2 separate regions of the Mus musculus genome follow, and region 2 is linked to region 1. The links are chromatin contacts, called in public Micro-C maps. All regions are on one chromosome and are shown on one strand. Each heading gives the region's core, a stretch centred on a gene start, on an enhancer-like site or on the middle of the called end of the contact. The rest is flanking DNA. Distances are from core to core; before and after follow the strand shown. Region 1 has its middle 46 kb from the start of Gm39430. Region 2 overlaps Arpp21 (cyclic AMP-regulated phosphoprotein, 21).

Evidence for each region. A called contact is a pair of places that touch in the nucleus more often than the background predicts.
Region 2: a Micro-C map of muscle stem cells shows a contact between it and region 1, with 4 times the contacts expected there. The contact joins two enhancer-like sites. A contact is called at or near these places in 3 of 484 Hi-C or Micro-C datasets (muscle stem cells, myocytes and nephron progenitors) and 2 of 9 other capture datasets (adipose tissue and liver).

The regions. Positions count from the first base shown.
Region 1 is chr9:112,022,105-112,025,232 of GRCm38.p6, forward strand. No RefSeq gene overlaps it. Among named protein-coding and RNA genes, the nearest start is that of Gm39430, 46 kb to the left of the region's middle. Within about 2 kb of position 1,792, at least 19 of the 459 cell types and tissues checked have an H3K27ac peak or open chromatin away from gene starts, as enhancers often do. A contact at or near this core is called in muscle stem cells and myocytes, where this site is marked.
Region 2 is chr9:112,206,723-112,209,669 of GRCm38.p6, forward strand. The region is part of intron 1 of Arpp21 (cyclic AMP-regulated phosphoprotein, 21); the gene reads right to left. Among named protein-coding and RNA genes, the nearest start is that of 2310075C17Rik, 19 kb to the right of the region's middle. Within about 2 kb of position 1,264, at least 84 of the 459 cell types and tissues checked have an H3K27ac peak or open chromatin away from gene starts, as enhancers often do. A contact at or near this core is called in muscle stem cells and myocytes, where this site is marked.

The sequences.
Region 1 (3,128 bases), core at 542-3,041:
ATAAACTACTATTGGCTATCCAGTGTCAAATGGTCAGCCCTAAAAACTTACATGCAAGAAACACTCTATTTATGTTTTTAGTGGAAAAATGTACCAAAAGTTAAGGGAAAAGAAGAGGCCATTAATTTGAAAGAGATCAAGTAGAGAATTATGGGAAAGTTTGGAGCAGGAGCGGGGAAAGAGAAAGGAGAAATGATATTGTTATAATCTCAAAAATAAAAAAAAATTATTTAAAAGTCAGATGTATTGGCATGTGCCTGTGATCTCAGTGTTAGGGAAGTGGAGCAGGAAGAACCCTGATTTAAGTGAGGAAGTAGATGAGGATATAAGAGGCTGATGGTGGGTGGAAGTGTGAAGCAGGGGGAGGAGAGAGGGGGGTAAACTGGGAGTCAGGAGGATAAAAATATTATGAACCCGGGAAGAGCCATAGTGAAACCTACTATTTTATAAGCTTCTTAGAAATACAGACATTCCAATCATTTTTGCTTAATAACGCTGCCTAGAATTCATTTTAGAGTCATTTAGTATCATTTCATACAAAATCACGGTTGTTTTGTTTGGACAAGGTTAACGCTAGAACCATTCACCCAACAGATTCCATTGCCTGTCAAACAGCAGCCCATGGTCAGTAACTCTGGTTTTACAGCCAGCAAAGATCTTCCAGAGTGGCTGCTGAGTATCGCCGCTGCAGTTATTGTCTTTGTGATTGCTTTTATAGAATTGTCAATACCTTATATTTTCAAAGAAGCCCCTGTAATCCCTAGCTCCAAAGGAGAGGCTGATGCTCTAGGTGAGCGTTGCTCAAATTCGACCAGTTTAGCTTAAAACACAAGAGCACAAGTTAAATAAGAAACAGACAAACAATCAAATAAAAATGAGGTGAGTTAAACGTTAGTGGGTGATATGTTGTTGTTGCAGTGGCAGATACAGTTAATTTTACATTTCTTAGTGCAGTCTCCTTGTCTGGTATGTCCATTTTGAGTGTTTTCTTAAAAGCAGAAGTGATCACTTGGTACACTAAGTGTACTTTGCTGTACAGATCATCGCAAACAAATTAGTCCTCACTCGCCAGGCTTTGTTGGTGTTCTTTCGCTGAATATGTGGATTGGGCTGAAGGTCTTGGACTTCACGCATTTTTATTAATTTGTAACACTAAAATAAATAGATAAATATATAATTAACTAGAGTGACCACATAGGGGGTTAGTGTGCCCTCAAAATCCAGTGATTGTCAAACAGAAAGCCCAATGCAAGGTATGCTGTACTCCTTTTGGTTCGTTGGCCTGGGGGTTAACCCTTTCAAACATTACAGGTGATTGCCATTGCTCTTGGTTCCTGTCCAGACTTGATGGATAATGGCCAAGTGAAAATGCTAATGCAGTTAAATTTGGAAGCTGAGACAGACACAGAAAGGGTGACAGAGTCAGTGCACCCAATAGATCTGAAAACAGAGGATTGAGAGGGATGGGGCCGAAAGAAACACGAGACTCATGCCAGTGAGCACAAGAGCTCCTCAGATGTTGCTCACCACATTCCAGGGCTGACTCAGACCATGCCGGCATTGAATTCTCATGACCTCACACTCGGAGCTATAAAAGGTCTGCAACTGTTGTAAATAAAGAAAACAGGTGGAATGAGATCGCTGCACCAAATGTGGCATTACACGTGCCTCGTAGGAAAACATCTGAACAGGTGCCATTGGGGCTGATTTCACAGACATCAGTCAGCTGAGATTCCTAAGCCCTTGAGTCCAGTGTGACAGACAGACCAAAGCCTATACCTATCAGACTGTCTGGCACTGGAAGCTTGATACCATGACTTCACCCTAGCTGGCAGGTCTCTGGGGGTTGCGTGTGGTTCTGCTATTGGGCAACTCATTTGTATCCCTTCTGTTGTGAGTGCTTTACCAAAATGAGCTGGTTAACCTTCATGAAGGTAGCACAAGATATGAAACAATTGCAACCACTTCCTGTCACCTCTAGAGAACGTAATACTTCAGCACTGAAAAGCATGGTGACTCTGACACAACCAAAATGTGACTGATTTTGATAAGGCTTTATATATGTTTGTCTATGAATTCATATCATTGAGCAATTTTATATGTTAGAGAGCAAGTTAAAGTCTGAGCTTTGAAGAATCAATCACACAAAACTTGACACCACGAGACACTCACACACTCTACAGGAAATAAATACACTCAAAAATGGAATAAAAAAAAGATACATAAAAGACACAGTAGCTAACATAGGGACTTGAAAGACAGACTTTGAGTTGTATTCTTTGCATTTGGTTTTAAGCAGGATTATGAATTTTCTCAATGGTGGCTCTGTGTGTTCCTGTGAGATAGGAAGGGAAAAGGATCCTTAAGTGTCGAGAATGGTTGAAATTATCACGTGAATTTTATCTTTGTTCTACATATTGTGTCACGGTTATTGAATCTCCTCTTCATGTATCGTGTTTATTGATTAGAATTTATTGAGCCATCCTTGCATGCCTAGAATGATCAACTTGATCAACATGATCACAGAGTGAACTCTTTAGTGTTATGAATTTATGGTTTCTTTTGCAGTTATAGCTTTCTCTTCTTGCTCTTTTTCTAATGTTTTCGTGTCGGCGTCATACTCACTTTGTAGACAAGCAGGGGAGCATTCTTTCTCTTTCTATGTCACAGAATTGTTTGAGGCACACGGATGTTAGTTTGTCTCTTGAGGTTTGGTCTTGGGCTTGTCCTCTGTTCTGGCTTTATTATCGCTTTAGGACACCAATCTGCCTTTCGTCTGAGCTCTCCTTTGAACTTTGATAGAATACATGTATCTATAAGTTTTCCATTTCCCCCAAATCATTGGAATTTTCAAGATCATCCTTAATGATATTGGAGATTTTGGTGATATCTGTTTTTTATGCCTGTCATTTGTCTCTGGTAATACAATTATGAGTTTAGATTTCTTTTCTCTTCTTTTTTTGTTAGTCTGGATAAGAGGTTGTCTATCTTGAACATTCTTTAGTCCCCCAAACAAGTGTGTGTGTGTGTGTGTGTGTGTGTGTGTGTCTGTTTATTTATCAATCTCATATTTTTGAGACAGGGTCTCTCTCTCATTCAACTTGTAACTCCTTGATTGAGACAGACTG
Region 2 (2,947 bases), core at 14-2,513, 180 kb after region 1:
TCATAGCAGCCTTATTTATAATAGCCAGAAACTGGAAAGAACCCAGATGCCCCTCAACAGAGGAATGGATACAGAAAATGTGGTACATCTACACAATGGAGTACTACTCAGCTATTAAAAAGAATGAATTTATGAAATTCCTAGCCAAATGGATGGACCTGGAGAGCATCATCCTGAGTGAGGTAACACAATCACAAAGGAACTCACACAATATGTACTCACTGATAAGTGGATACTAGCCCAAAACCTAGGATACCCACGATATAAGATACAATTTCCTAAACACATGAAACTCAAGAAAAATGAAGACTGAAGTGTGGACACTATGCCCCTCCTTAGAAGTGGGAACAAAACACCCATGGAAGGAGTTACAGAAACAAAGTATGGAGCTGAGATGAAAGGATGGACCATGTAGAGACTGCCATATCCAGGGATCCACCCCATAATCAGCTTCCAAATGCTGACACCATTGCATACACTAGCAAGATTTTACTGAAAGGACCCAGATGTAGCTGTCTCTTGTGAGACTATGCCGGGGCCTAGCAAACACAGAAGTGGATGCTCACAGTCAGCTAATGGATGGATCACAGGGCTCCCAATGGAGGAGCTAGAGAAAGTACCCAAGGAGCTAAAGGGATCTTCAACCCTATAGGTGGAACAACATTATGAACTAACCAGTACCCCTGAGCTCTTGACTCTAGCTGCATATGTATCAAAAGATGGCCTAGTTGGCCATCACTGGAAAGAGAGGCCCATTGGACACGCAGACTTTGTGTGCCCCGGTACAGGGGAACGCCAGGGCCAAAGGGGGGGAGTGGGTGGGTAGGGGAGTGGGGGTGGGTGGGTAAGGGGGACTTTTGGTATAGCATTGGAAATGTAAATGAGCTAAATACCTAATTAAAAAAAAAATAAATAAAAAAAAATTAAAAAAAAAAAAAAAAAAAAGATTGGCCTCTGTTTCTTGCTGTTGTAAACTTCTCAGGAATTTGAATTTTGAGAAGTGTCACTTCAGTTATGCTACACACACACACACACACTCACACACAAACACACACACAAGGACGGGGAGCACAGCAGCTGGGTTAAGTCACTTAAGTCAGAGTATTCACTCCTCTGCTGCCCCTCCCTAAATGCCAGCTCAGGCCACACAGAGGCCTGGAGATGCTTCGCTCAAAGAACAGAGCAGCAGCTGCAGGGAGCTGGCTGCTGTATCAGCTATACTCCTGGCCCCCTGCCTCCTGCAGGCACTCACTGGGGCACATGACCAAGGAAGCAGCTGGCTACCACCTTAAAGAGGAAATGCTGTAGCCTCGCCCCCACCCCATGCCACCTGCTCCAGAGCCAACCAACCAGCAGCAGCCTGCTCCCTTTGCAGAGGCACAGCAGCTGCCAGTTCACTCAGAGGCATGCCTGGGCCTTTCCCGATGAGGACAGAGCTGGGCACGGGAGGTCATCTTCAACACTTCCGGCAATCATCTGTGGATTTGAATTGTGGGGCATCAGAACTGTGTGCTCAAGTGGCAGGGTTTATGTCAGATTCCAAACGTACTTCAGCATTCCCTGCAGGCTTTCTGTAACATACTCCTATTCCAAGCAGAGGTTTTCATTTTGGTTTTATGCTGGGATGAAAATCTGCCAGAAACATGAGGTGGGGGGCAGGGGGTTGTTCAAGTCACTTTTAGACTAACTGACTTCTGAAAGGAGGCCCCTCTACTAGACAGCATCACACACACACACACACACACACACACACACACACACACACACACACACACAAACACACACACACACCAAGGGAAAACATAGTTCAGCTGGTAAAATGTATGACTCCAAATGGTGGGGACCCACATTCATCCCTAGTATTCATATTAAAAAGGTAGGCATGGCAACACATGCTTGTAATATCACTGCTGCATAGGTAAAGACTTGAAGATGCTTCAGACTCCATAACCAGGAAGTCTCCTCTAGTCACGGAGTTCTGGGTAAGTGAGAATCACTGTCCTAAGAAAAAGGCTGACAGTTTCCTAGGAAGGATCTGCAAGGTTGTCTGTGGCCTTCACTCACACAATACACGTATGTGCATATGCTACTGCGTGCACAGACAACACAGATGGACGAAATGAAACAAGCACGTTGGATGTTCTGTGCCTTCGAGTAGCCTAGGACGCAGAGCATGATATTTTGAGGCCACAGGACTCCGAGGGAGCCTTGAGTGTCAGTGTCAGATCCGGGTCCTTGGGTTTCTGTAGAATCCGAACCTTGGAAACAAAAGTGGACAGCTCGCCCTGCCCAAGGCTGCACAGTGGACTCCCCACTTCTCAGAAATATGGCCCCGATACCTTTACTCTTAGTCAGTTAAGGCGACTAAAAAACAGGCCTGATTTCAGCCACTGGCAACTCTCTCCATGCGCTGAAACCACAACCCTCCCTCCTGGTCCACCCAGCAACGCGAGTGGCTATGCTTGGCGCTGTTGATGATAGGTCTAGAATGGAAAAAGGCAAAATACTGACACTCTTCTATGCACATGGAGGCTCAAAACACGGGATCCTGTTTTGTGCAAGTGCTGACACATTTTTCATAATAAAAATGATGATATCTAAAATTTCATCTTTGGGAGTAAATTATAGTTACACACACACACACACACACACACACACACTGGCCTGCTCACTTGCAGGTCAGGTGGGAGACGCTGATCCGGAAGTGAGTGAGTATGCCCAGGGGCAGTGTGAGGTGCTTACAAACCTCTCACAGACAGGTACGCTGGTAACTTGCTGGACTCCAGTCAAGGCTTTTCTCCCCGGTCATGATGTAAAGGAAGCGCTCTTTAGCACTGGGTTGAGATACCCTTGTGCTCAGCCTTCACAGAATAGTACCTGGTGTGGAATTCAGGTTATAGACACACATCTCCCTTGTAGAACAAGTGGTCCTAGAGGTGTGCTCATG